Linked DNA regions of Drosophila melanogaster: regions 2 and 3 are each linked to region 1. A link is a contact called in public Hi-C and targeted proximity ligation data. All regions are on one chromosome and are shown on one strand. The core of a region is the stretch at or near the end of the contact, and the rest is flanking DNA. Distances in the headings are between cores, read along the strand shown.

What was found. A called contact is a pair of places that touch in the nucleus more often than the background predicts.
Region 2: a contact with region 1 is called in a Hi-C map of the Kc167 cell line, with 3 times the contacts expected there. A contact is called at or near these places in 4 of 107 Hi-C or Micro-C datasets (the Kc167 cell line, the OSC cell line and wing imaginal disc).
Region 3: a targeted proximity ligation map of the Kc167 cell line shows a contact between it and region 1, with 2.7 times the contacts expected there. A contact is called at or near these places in 4 of 107 Hi-C or Micro-C datasets (the Kc167 cell line and the S2 cell line) and 2 of 7 datasets of targeted methods (both in the Kc167 cell line).

Annotation. Positions count from the first base shown.
Region 1 is chr3R:14,722,384-14,725,863 of dm6, reverse strand. kibra (kibra,) reads left to right here and starts at 1,603. Exons shown (of 9, transcript NM_001300400.1): 1 at 1,603-2,553. The coding sequence starts at 2,291. CG7530 reads left to right here. Exons shown (of 6, transcript NM_169599.2): 5 at 1-407; 6 at 475-1,104. The coding sequence ends at 705.
Region 2 is chr3R:14,360,166-14,363,293 of dm6, reverse strand. It overlaps Dnaaf5 (Dynein axonemal assembly factor 5), which reads left to right and starts at 1,508. Exons shown (of 1, transcript NM_169581.2): 1 at 1,508-3,128. The coding sequence starts at 2,157. The region is part of intron 1 of NK7.1 (NK7.1,); the gene reads left to right.
Region 3 is chr3R:15,194,059-15,197,651 of dm6, reverse strand. It overlaps Kpc1 (Kip1 ubiquitination-promoting complex subunit 1), which reads left to right and starts at 1,442. Exons shown (of 11, transcript NM_142168.2): 1 at 1,442-1,789; 2 at 1,848-2,094; 3 at 2,240-2,385; 4 at 2,447-3,187; 5 at 3,252-3,534; 6 at 3,593. The coding sequence starts at 1,626. CG42542 reads right to left here and starts at 1,054. Exons shown (of 6, transcript NM_142169.4): 1 at 1,015-1,054.

The sequences.
Region 1 (3,480 bases), core at 354-2,853:
TCCTGCGCCTCCACGCCTCCCTGAGCGACCAGGTGCTGGTGGTCTGCCTGCTGGTCTGCTTCTGTCTGTGCATGCTGATGTCCGCCATATACCACATCTTCTCCTGCAAATCGGAGGAGCACTACGAGCTCTTTCTGTCCGTTGACTTCCTGGGCATTTCGCTGTCGCTGGTGGCCATCTATATCAGTGGCATGTACTATGCCTTCTGGTGCCACACCTTCCTGCGCACCCTGTACTCCACGATTGCACTGGGCATGTTCGCACTGGCCATTGCCGTGCAGATACCCCGTTTGAATGTGTCCATGAACGGCAAGGTGGCGGTGCTGCTACTCTGGTCTGCCTATGGAATCATACCTCTGGGCCACTGGGCGGTGGCCATGGGCGGTCTGGAGAACGAGCTAGTCAGGGTAGGCATCAGTTGGAAATTTATGGAATCTTGTCATTTGCTAATCCATCAATCATTACCATTTGCAGCTGATGGTGCCCCGCATCGTGCTCATGTACTTGCTCTGCCTCGTCGCCTTCGTTTTCTATGCGGCCAAGATTCCGGAGCGCTGGTTCACCGGCAAGGTGGACTTCGTTGGGCATTCGCACAACTGGTGGCACCTGATCATCGTGGCCGCCTTCTATCACTGGCACAACACCGGACTGGTCTATGCCGAGTATCGCCTGAATAACGGATGCACTGCACCAGTTCTCTCCTAGAACTTGAAGATCCGAACATCTGAGTTAAGATCCGAAGATCCGAGGAGCGGAGATGGAATCCGGGACTCTAGTAGACTAAAGCTTAGTGTAAATAGTTTATGGGGCGCTCTTTATCCGCTAATAACTAATATTTAGTTGTAGTTGTTGACCGATATGATTAATTTATGTTTAATTTACCAATTAGTTAGGGTTTCGTGTTAGACAATCCAGATCCAGATAGTTGGCATCGCATAAGCGGCAAAAAGGTTTCTCTCTTTATATCCTAATTGATTTCCTTTAATATATACAATTAAACAATGTCAATGAAATTGCATGTGTCTTGAGCTGAAGCTGTGTTAGTCTTGTTGACTCAATTTTTACAATTCATAAAATGCAAATACAATATCAAACGTACAAAGCAAGCGAAATTGTGGTTTTATTGAAGTTATGTTTCGGAAACATAATTTATTTTTCTATCTATGGTTGGGATACATATTGATTTCGAAATGCGTAACTCAGTTTACAGTCTTTTTTTTTAAATTTTTTCTTTTTCTGTTTTTAAAATGTAACGGAAATGTTAGGATTAAGATAACAGTAATTGTTAACAGAGCGAGTTAACATGATCTATCGGAACTGGCTTTGATTAACATCGCTTGAAGAACCGAACTAGTTCCTGTTACCAAGCCGATCTTTGAACGTACAACTCCTATTTTCTTCCCTCAACAATTACACCTATGCTTGGGGACTACACAAGCCAAATAACAATAAATACTTTTCGTGCATGATTGTTAAATATCGCATCTCTGCAACCGCGTCAATACAGCCTATAATATCGATATCAACCAATACATCGAATAACATCGCCGCGAGTGTATCGATATGCAATGCGATGTTTTCTGCTACACCACTAGCAGCGAATGTTACCAAAACAAATTCCGAATCCGAATCGGACGGTCATCAAGCGCGCTACTCGTGTTTTTTGCTGCTCCCCCAAGGAATTCCGGAACCGAAGAGATCGGCGACGGCGCGAACTCACTAAACTGAAGTACATATTTTTTTGTGAACACCAAGTGGATGGTTGGATTATCGTCGTTAATTAGTTTCAATTAGGCGAAAATAAGAAAATAAGTAAAGGAGTTCAAACGCTTGCAACAACAAGAAATGAAAAGAAGCAGCACCAACTGTGAGCAGTGATCGTGTGCGCTTGTGTTCGTCCCCCATATGTGTGCGTGTGTTTGAGCTGGAATGGAATGCAGTTACGAAAAAAGTAAATAAATAATTGAGAGCGCGCCCGCGCTCTCCCGCTCTCTCTCCCCTGCGCGCGTGTGTATTCGAGTTGGCTCGGTGTGTGCCTCTACGCCCGTCACCGTGTGGCCGTGTTGTGTGTGTGTGTGTGCGGGTCGGTCTCCATTATCGCCGGAGCAAAAGAAACGGAATTGAAATGTCTTTGCTAATGTAAACAGCGCAAAGAGAAACCCCCCGAAAAAAGAAGCAAACGTAGATAGCAATAGCGAAAAGAAAGAAAAGGCGCGCGTCGGGTGAAAAATCCAGCAACAACGACGTTTTCTCAGACTAACCAAAGTACACGGCGAGAAACAAAGTTAAAATGCCGAATCTGCAACAAACCGCATCGCAATCGCAGCATCATCTGCATCCCCACCACCTGCGACCCCAACAGCAGCAACAGCAACATCATCATCATCATCAACAACAGCAACAACAACAACACACGCATCATCAGCAGCAGCAACAACACCACAGCGACTTCCCACTTCCCGATGGCTGGGATATCGCCAAGGATTTCGATGGCAAGACCTATTACATAGATCATATCAACAAGAAGACCACCTGGCTGGATCCCAGAGATTGGTAAGTGTTCCGGAAAGGGTCAATTAAAGAAACGAAATTGAAACAAGGGCGATCTGAAATATAATTATAAGATATTTGCATTTGGAAAGTTAGTTTAAACTTATTAAAACTACTAGAACAATTATCAGAAATGAGGCATACATAACGAATGACCAAACCAACAGGTTGTGTTTTAAATAAGTTATAGATGCTTTAACATCGCAAACTATCAAGAGTGCTTATAAACCCCAATTGCTGCTTAATGGCTAATAAGTGAAGCAGATAACTCATTGAGAATCAAATTAAAATAGAATAAAATTCTTGGCAAGTTGTTAGTGGCTTAAGAAGGCATAAAACGCAGGTGAGAGATCAGCAGTTCACTCATTCAGGAAGCTCCGGCAAACGAGCTAAAAAAAAAACCCATATAAATTCCGATTCCGAAGCGCTCTTGAACCGGAAAGAAAAGGTGCGTGCTGCAGCTGTGTGTGTAAAGGAATGCGATCGGTGGAGGCGAAATGAAGCAAAAAAAAAAAAGAAAAATAAAAGGAAAATAAAATAAAGAGGCAGCAGCAAAATAAATTACATATTTTAAACAAGACAGCAGCGGCAGCAGGCAAAACAAAACGCAACGGAACGGGGGAAAAACTTGGAGTAAACATTCCGATGCGATGATTAAGACTCCGAATATAACTGAACTGAACAGAGAGTGGCAACAAACAAAAAATGGATTGTAAAGCCAGGGAAATACAACAACAAAAATTCGAGTGAGAGAGAGCAAAAGTTAAATAAAGCTCGGCGAATGATCTGTAAAATAAAAGGAAAACAAAACCAACAAACTCATACGTAATGAGTGCGAGAGAGCCAAAGGAGAGCGAGCGAGAGCGCTGGCGATCAGGCCATGTATCTCATAGATACATTTTAGTTTGCCGTTCGCTCACATTTTTTGTC
Region 2 (3,128 bases), core at 259-2,758, 360 kb after region 1:
CGTCGCACACAAAAAGGTATGGAATCGAATTGTGCACACAAATGGGAGCAGCAAAACTTATGAGTTCGCCATTGTATCTGTATCTTTGGCTGTATCCGTCGCATCCGTGTATTTGCCCGTTGTATCTCTGTATCTGTAGCCGCGCGCGCTGGCTTTCAATAAAAATGACAACAACAAAAATTTTCGACAGTAGGTAGAGGAGCAAACGAAACGCTCATAAAATATGCCCAGCGAAACTGGGCACGCCAATCTATCTGGAGAGGAGCAACCCTACAGATGGGATAACGAAAGGGAAATTGAATAAAAACAAGAAAAAAATAATCGGCACACACACAACGGGCATTAAATGAAATTCAAATGGAAAGATCAACAACGGATAGCAGACCGGGTTGCATGCCTCACAATCTACGGATTAATATCCACGGCAACGTTACCTTTTTCTTTACCTTTACCACCGCTTAAAAACGGGACCTCTTCAAAATTCCCACAGTCAACAGATTTTCGAATTATATTGTTAAAAGACCTTTTTACCTTATCATAATATTAAAACAATGCGGAATAGAGTGCAATCCATTATGGGTATAAAACCACATTAATTTTTTGAATATTTAATTCTACCTTATCAATTTCTGGTTACTACCTATGAGTGCTACTTTATATATATATATTTATACTATATATACTTATTTTACAAACAAGGGATATTTTATTCTTAATGAATGATTGTAACATAATCAAAACAACTAATTACTTACAACGCCTGATAATTCCAATTTGTAAGCAAAATGTAAGGGAAAATCATTATTTCAAAATGAAAATCAGCAATTTCAAAATGAAAATCAGCAATTTCATTAGTCTGATCTTCCCACGAGATTAACGATACTGTGTTGAGCCGCTTACCTGAGTTAATTATAATATCATTCGATATCGATACTGCCATTTTCTGCTTATCTGCGGCCAAAGCCCGCATTTCTCGTGTGGTGTGCTCATTACAACCCTAATTTCGGTGACCCACAAATGCAATTAAGTTGCGATAAAAATAGACATTTTATATGATTTCCTTTCATTAGCCAGTCAGTCACTCAGTCCGTCAGTCAGTCAGTTCGTCAGCTAGTCATTCCGTCAGCCTGTCGGCTAGTTGTGCCGGCAATCAATCTTAGATATTGTCGTTCTGTTGATAAGAAACGACAACGCAATTAGATAGCCCGCTCCAAAGATAAGGCATTACGAATGTGAGCCACGGGCGGCACAGAAACACTTATTTTATGGATCGCCGCCCAGAGTCGAACTCATAAAAAGACAGCCGCTGGCTGCTCCTACTTCCCTGCTCTTTTTTTCCCAAGAAATTTCATTTATGGTTGCACCTAATTAGCTCGGCAAATAAGCGATAGCGCTTCAAACACAAAGGGGAAAACGAGAGGCATTCGAAAATGCGCGCCAAACCGAAGCTTTCCAGCACTTTTTTCGCCAGCTTTACAGCACTTTCTTGACTCACAAACAGCTGATCATTCTGCAATTGGCTTGCGGGCACGTTGTCGTGTAATTTTGTTTGGGTGAAATAAACAAAAATAAATGAGAGAATATAACGAAAACTGTTATCTTTTGTGTAGCCATAGCAACCGGTGTGTTTGACGCTTGAGTAACGTTTAAACATTCTCGTTTTGCAGCCTAGAAATCTATGAAAAGCAGCTAAACAAAAATCACACTCGCGCAGCTTGAGAAACCGGCGAAAAAAAGTATCTTAAAAATTCTGGATTGGAAGATTGAATGTGGAGAATTCACTGCAACTAATACCTTTACTACGAAAAACAAAAATCCACAACAGCAAATGGCAAAAATATCTAAAACGGAATTTTACATTTAAAAACCACTAAAAAGAAGCTAAGAACTAAGGAAAAAAAAGATTTCATAAAAGAATCAGAAATCCTTCGCAAGTAAGATACAGTTTTAAAATTAAGAAGATATTAAATACATATACAGCAGCTCAAAGCAAGAAAAACTGTAATTATATATTCAATACTACTTTAGCAAGTATGCCTTAAAAAAATATAAAAGTATAAATTCATATTTTCATATTTATTTACGAAATCAATTGCTGAACACTTTGCAATATCTTGATCAATAATTTTCAAAAGAATTATTAAATAAATTCCAAAATGGGCTTCGATATTGATAGCCAGAAGATTTGCTCGGATCTGGAGAGCTCCGATCGACGTCTGAAGACCACAGTTCTGGATGAACTGCTCGATAAGTGCAAAGAAGCAACAAATTCCGAGAGTGCTGACAAAATAGCCGATGTTTTCGATAAACTGTATCTGCATCTACTGAAATGCTACGAAGATAGATTCGAAAGCGTTCGCTCTAAAGCCATTCAAGTGGTAAGCGCTTTTTTGTCAAGTCTTCCGCCCACGGATTTCCACCTGATGAATGTGGTTTCAACTTTGGCGGAGCGGATGGGAAAGGCCGAAACCGTGGAGCCCAGCGAGGAAATCCGTCTCCTCTACATTGCGCAACTGAATTTGATGATTTGCCTGTATGAGAAAATGGAAAATGTGGGCGTCTTCAGGGAGTGCTATCCCTTGGTGGTGAAGATTCTGATTAAGTCTATCAAGGATGACTATCCGGTGGTGCAGCGCGAAGGATGCTCCGCTGTGGTTACTCTCTCTCGTTTGGCTGATACCCAGGAGTTTCGTCCCTTTACAGAATCCATTCTGCTACCTCTTTACACAATGTTGAATCACAAGCATGCACAGGCCAGGATATCGGCCATTCAAGCCATCGCCAGGCTGAGTCTACACATGGACGCCAGTGGCGATGCAATGAGAAGGCTCTTCAATGAGGTGTCGCCCCTACTTATGGACACCATGCCATTGGTTCGCCGTGAAGTCGGTCAGATGGGCATTCTTATGCTAATGGAACTATTGGATCGCTATTCCTTCTTTGAGAGAATTCTACCGCTGGTTCTTTGTTGCCTAAAAGACGAATCTCCGGAGGTTCTGAACCACATATACCCGCAATGGCTCAAGTGTGGCATACAATATTTCAATGAAAACGAAGCCGAGTTGTCACAACAGGAAATAAGCGATTTGCCCGTTGAGAATTACCCGAAAGATGTCAAGCGACCTACG
Region 3 (3,593 bases), core at 193-2,692, 470 kb before region 1:
TATAGTTTCATATTTCATTAACGTCATCAAAGTGGTTTTTAGCCTTTTTTTTCGATAAATAAAAGATTCAAGACGCAATAGGGGCGGTGTTAAGGCGAGAAGACCGCGAAAGCTATCATTATGTAAACACACAATATACATACTGTGAATGCTGATTCTTTGAGAGCTCAGTAGTTACGTATGTGGGTCTTATATTACTTGTAATGGAGAGAAGTGATAAGAAAACTATATATTTTGCGAGGGTGGTTTGGCGGGAATAGTTGAAGCAACTGAAACATTGTAAATAACTATTAATTAATACGTATACATACGTATTTCCAGTTCATTTTAACTGAATTCAAATTACAAACTCACACACACATTCGGAAATTCGCGTTGATTGCCGCGCAAAAAAATAAATAAGAACAAGAAACGGGTCGAGAACGGGCAGATAAATCAATTGCCTCGACTACAAACAAATATACCCATGTATAATCAGAAGTAATATTCATTTATGCCCAGATATGTACGTATGTTGTAATGGTCTTGTTTTCGAATGGTTGGCAATGATTTCTGTTTCCCTTCTATTTCTTTTCGCGAATTCTATTTTTGTAAGACACGCAACAACAACAAATAATCTTAACGGTTTCACTTCGCATCGCTGACCAGTTAGCTGTTTTATTTTCAGCGTATTTAATTGTTAATACTCTCCACGCAAAGTTATTGGCACAAGGTCAACTGTGTGATTGCTAATTTATTTATTTAACAGCCGCCATTATGAGCATTGTTTTCATTGCGTTTCACTTTTAAGCCTTTTCCCGCCAGATCTAGCTAGTTGTCGGACACCACTATCAGAAACACTCGGTCGCTGACGACAGCAAATTGTCAATTAACCGAAAGGTAACTGTACTGCTCGCAAATATCACACGTTTAAGCAGCGTAGAGTTGTTCTTTTGGTAACTCATTTGTCATGAATCAACGCCAACTTGTAATTTAATTAGCTTAACTAGCAGAGCACAGAAAACACGTCCTTACATATCGAGAAGTACTTTTCGTTTCACTCGGTGTTAGGAAGCGCTTGAAGACGAGCAGTACTGCACAACGATGTTGAATTTGAACAGCTGCTTGTTAGCGCCTTTAGAACGAGATGGAGCATACTGTACCAAAGAGCAGGATGGAAGTATTAGGGAGGAGCAAATGTGAGCGATATTTTGCGGGGTCAATACAATAGTTACGTTATAATAAATTTGTATGTATGTACACATAATATTGATTCAAATTCATAATTTGAATGACAAGGTCCACTTATTTAATACAACTATCTATATTTCAAGAAACTTGCATTAGTTTTTAAATTTTAAAATTCGGTCTATGATAACAGAATTTTGATACAGCTTGGCAACAAATTGTTACAGGTCAGATATCCAGAAAGAAAACTGTATAATATTTTGTCAAAATTCAAATTTGTTAAAAAATCATCGGCTTGTCGCGTGACCCGATACTTGCCACCGTTAAGCAGATTCACAAGGAGTGTCTGAGTTTACCATCCCTAAAGCTAAAGAATTCCTTTTTGTGACGGTCGAGCTCGGAATCGGACTCGAATTTGTGTGGCTGGAGAAAGCTGGCATTGAAATGACAGAGCCAAAATGTCGATATCAAAATTATTCGTGAAAGTATTCAACGAGGATATATTCGAGCAGGTGGACCACGATAACCTGTATTCGGATCTGGACGATGACTTGGAGGGCGCTAATTGCTCGACGGTTCCGGATCCGAGACCCGCAAAGCTCGCCGATTTATCAGTTACCAAGTAGGAGTGTCCTTAGCCGCTGAGGTTAAACTTTTCAATGGACAATCCTTTCCCTTAGGCAGATGCTCATAGTGCGAACCTGGCTAGATGACAAGTTCCAACAAATCCAGACCGACAGCAATGAAGAGATTCGGCGCCTGTACATGGAGACAGAGAGCCGCATTGGCCCGGATCTTACCATATTCGATGTGGACTATACGACTACAGTGCGGGTATCCTCGGATCGCCTAGCCCTGCGCTCCCAGGGCAGCTTCAACACGGTCCGGGCTAATTGTTGCGTGTACGGCGGTCGCTGGATGTATGAGGTAATCGCTATTACATGGAGTGGGAGGAGTAGCTAAAGATTGGGGAATGAGTGGTAGATTCGACGGTGGTTGACCACCGGTCATTGACTCGTATTGAGGAGTGTGGGTTGCTCGTGCGTACTAAGAACGTGTCATTTATATACAGATCCACCTCCACACTAAGGGCGTAATGCAGATTGGTTGGGCCTCCAACTCCTGCCAGTTTAACGAAAACAGCGGGGTGGGAGATACCAAGTCCAGCTATGGATACGATGGCAGCAAACAGCAGATCTGGCATATATCCACCAAAAAGTAAGATATCCATTTATTCAACATTGATTCAGGATTTATATGTATATAATTGCTTTCCTAGGTACGGCGACAAATGGCAGATTGGCGACGTTATTGGCGTGACTATTGACGTGGATAAGGAAGTGATCGAATATTATCGAAATGGCCGTTCCATGGGCGTGGCGTTCAACAAGTTGGAAAAGGGTCCGGGCATCTCCTTCTTCGCAGCCATCTCCTTGGGCTACACGCAGGGCATCGAGGCGAACTTTGGCAATCGTCCCTTTATGTATCCGGTATCGGGCTTCCAGCCGCTAATGGCTCGACCTATCCTTAAGCTGCAACGGGCCAACCTGCTGATGAACTACTTGGTCAACCTCGCTGGCATATTTTCCAAGTATAACGCCCAATCTGGGATGGCACCAACGAATGGCGCAGATGCTCGCGTTTCCACTAAAAAGACCGTGTACTGCATATTTGCCACCTTGCTGATTGAGAAGTTCACCAATGAGATATTTGATCCATATATCATCGAAGATGTCCTGCTCAGAAAGATCTCGAGCATGACAAATTTAGCGTCCGAGAAGGAAAACTCCTACAGCGTACTCCATGGCTTGTTATCTCTCTTCTGGAACTACATGGAAGGCGACGAGATCAAGTTTGTGTTGCGGAAGTTGGTGAACGCTTTGCTGGGTACTTTTACGCATACGATACAGGGCCTGGACTATGAGAAGCATCGCCAGGCGCTCGGAATGCTGCATTGCCTTTGCCTGCACGAACAGACCAGAAAGTATCTGCTGGAAGGAAAGCTGTTCAAAAAGCACTGGTACGGATAAAAGATAAAACTCGTGTAATCCTGAGTGTTAAATTCGAATAATTTTTTCATTTAGTCTTGCATTTTTCCTCTACATACATCCACTGGAGTTCTACATCATGGAGGAACTGCTGCCTGACAGTATGGCCTGGACGGAGGGCATCGATGGCCCCAAGGAAAAATATCTGAATGTTGTCGAGAAGGTGCGCAAAGTTACGGAGCCACTGTATACAGCGCAAAAGGATCTTCTCTGCACGCTGATGATCAACTCGGACGGATCAAGGGAAAGTCCGTCAAGCCGCTCAATATTTTTGAGCAAATTGCGTCGTTACGTAATCGATCTCAGCATGGAGCAAAGGGTAAGTGTGCCCAATGATGATTTTGCACGGTTTTAATAGATCCTTAACCTCCATGTAGC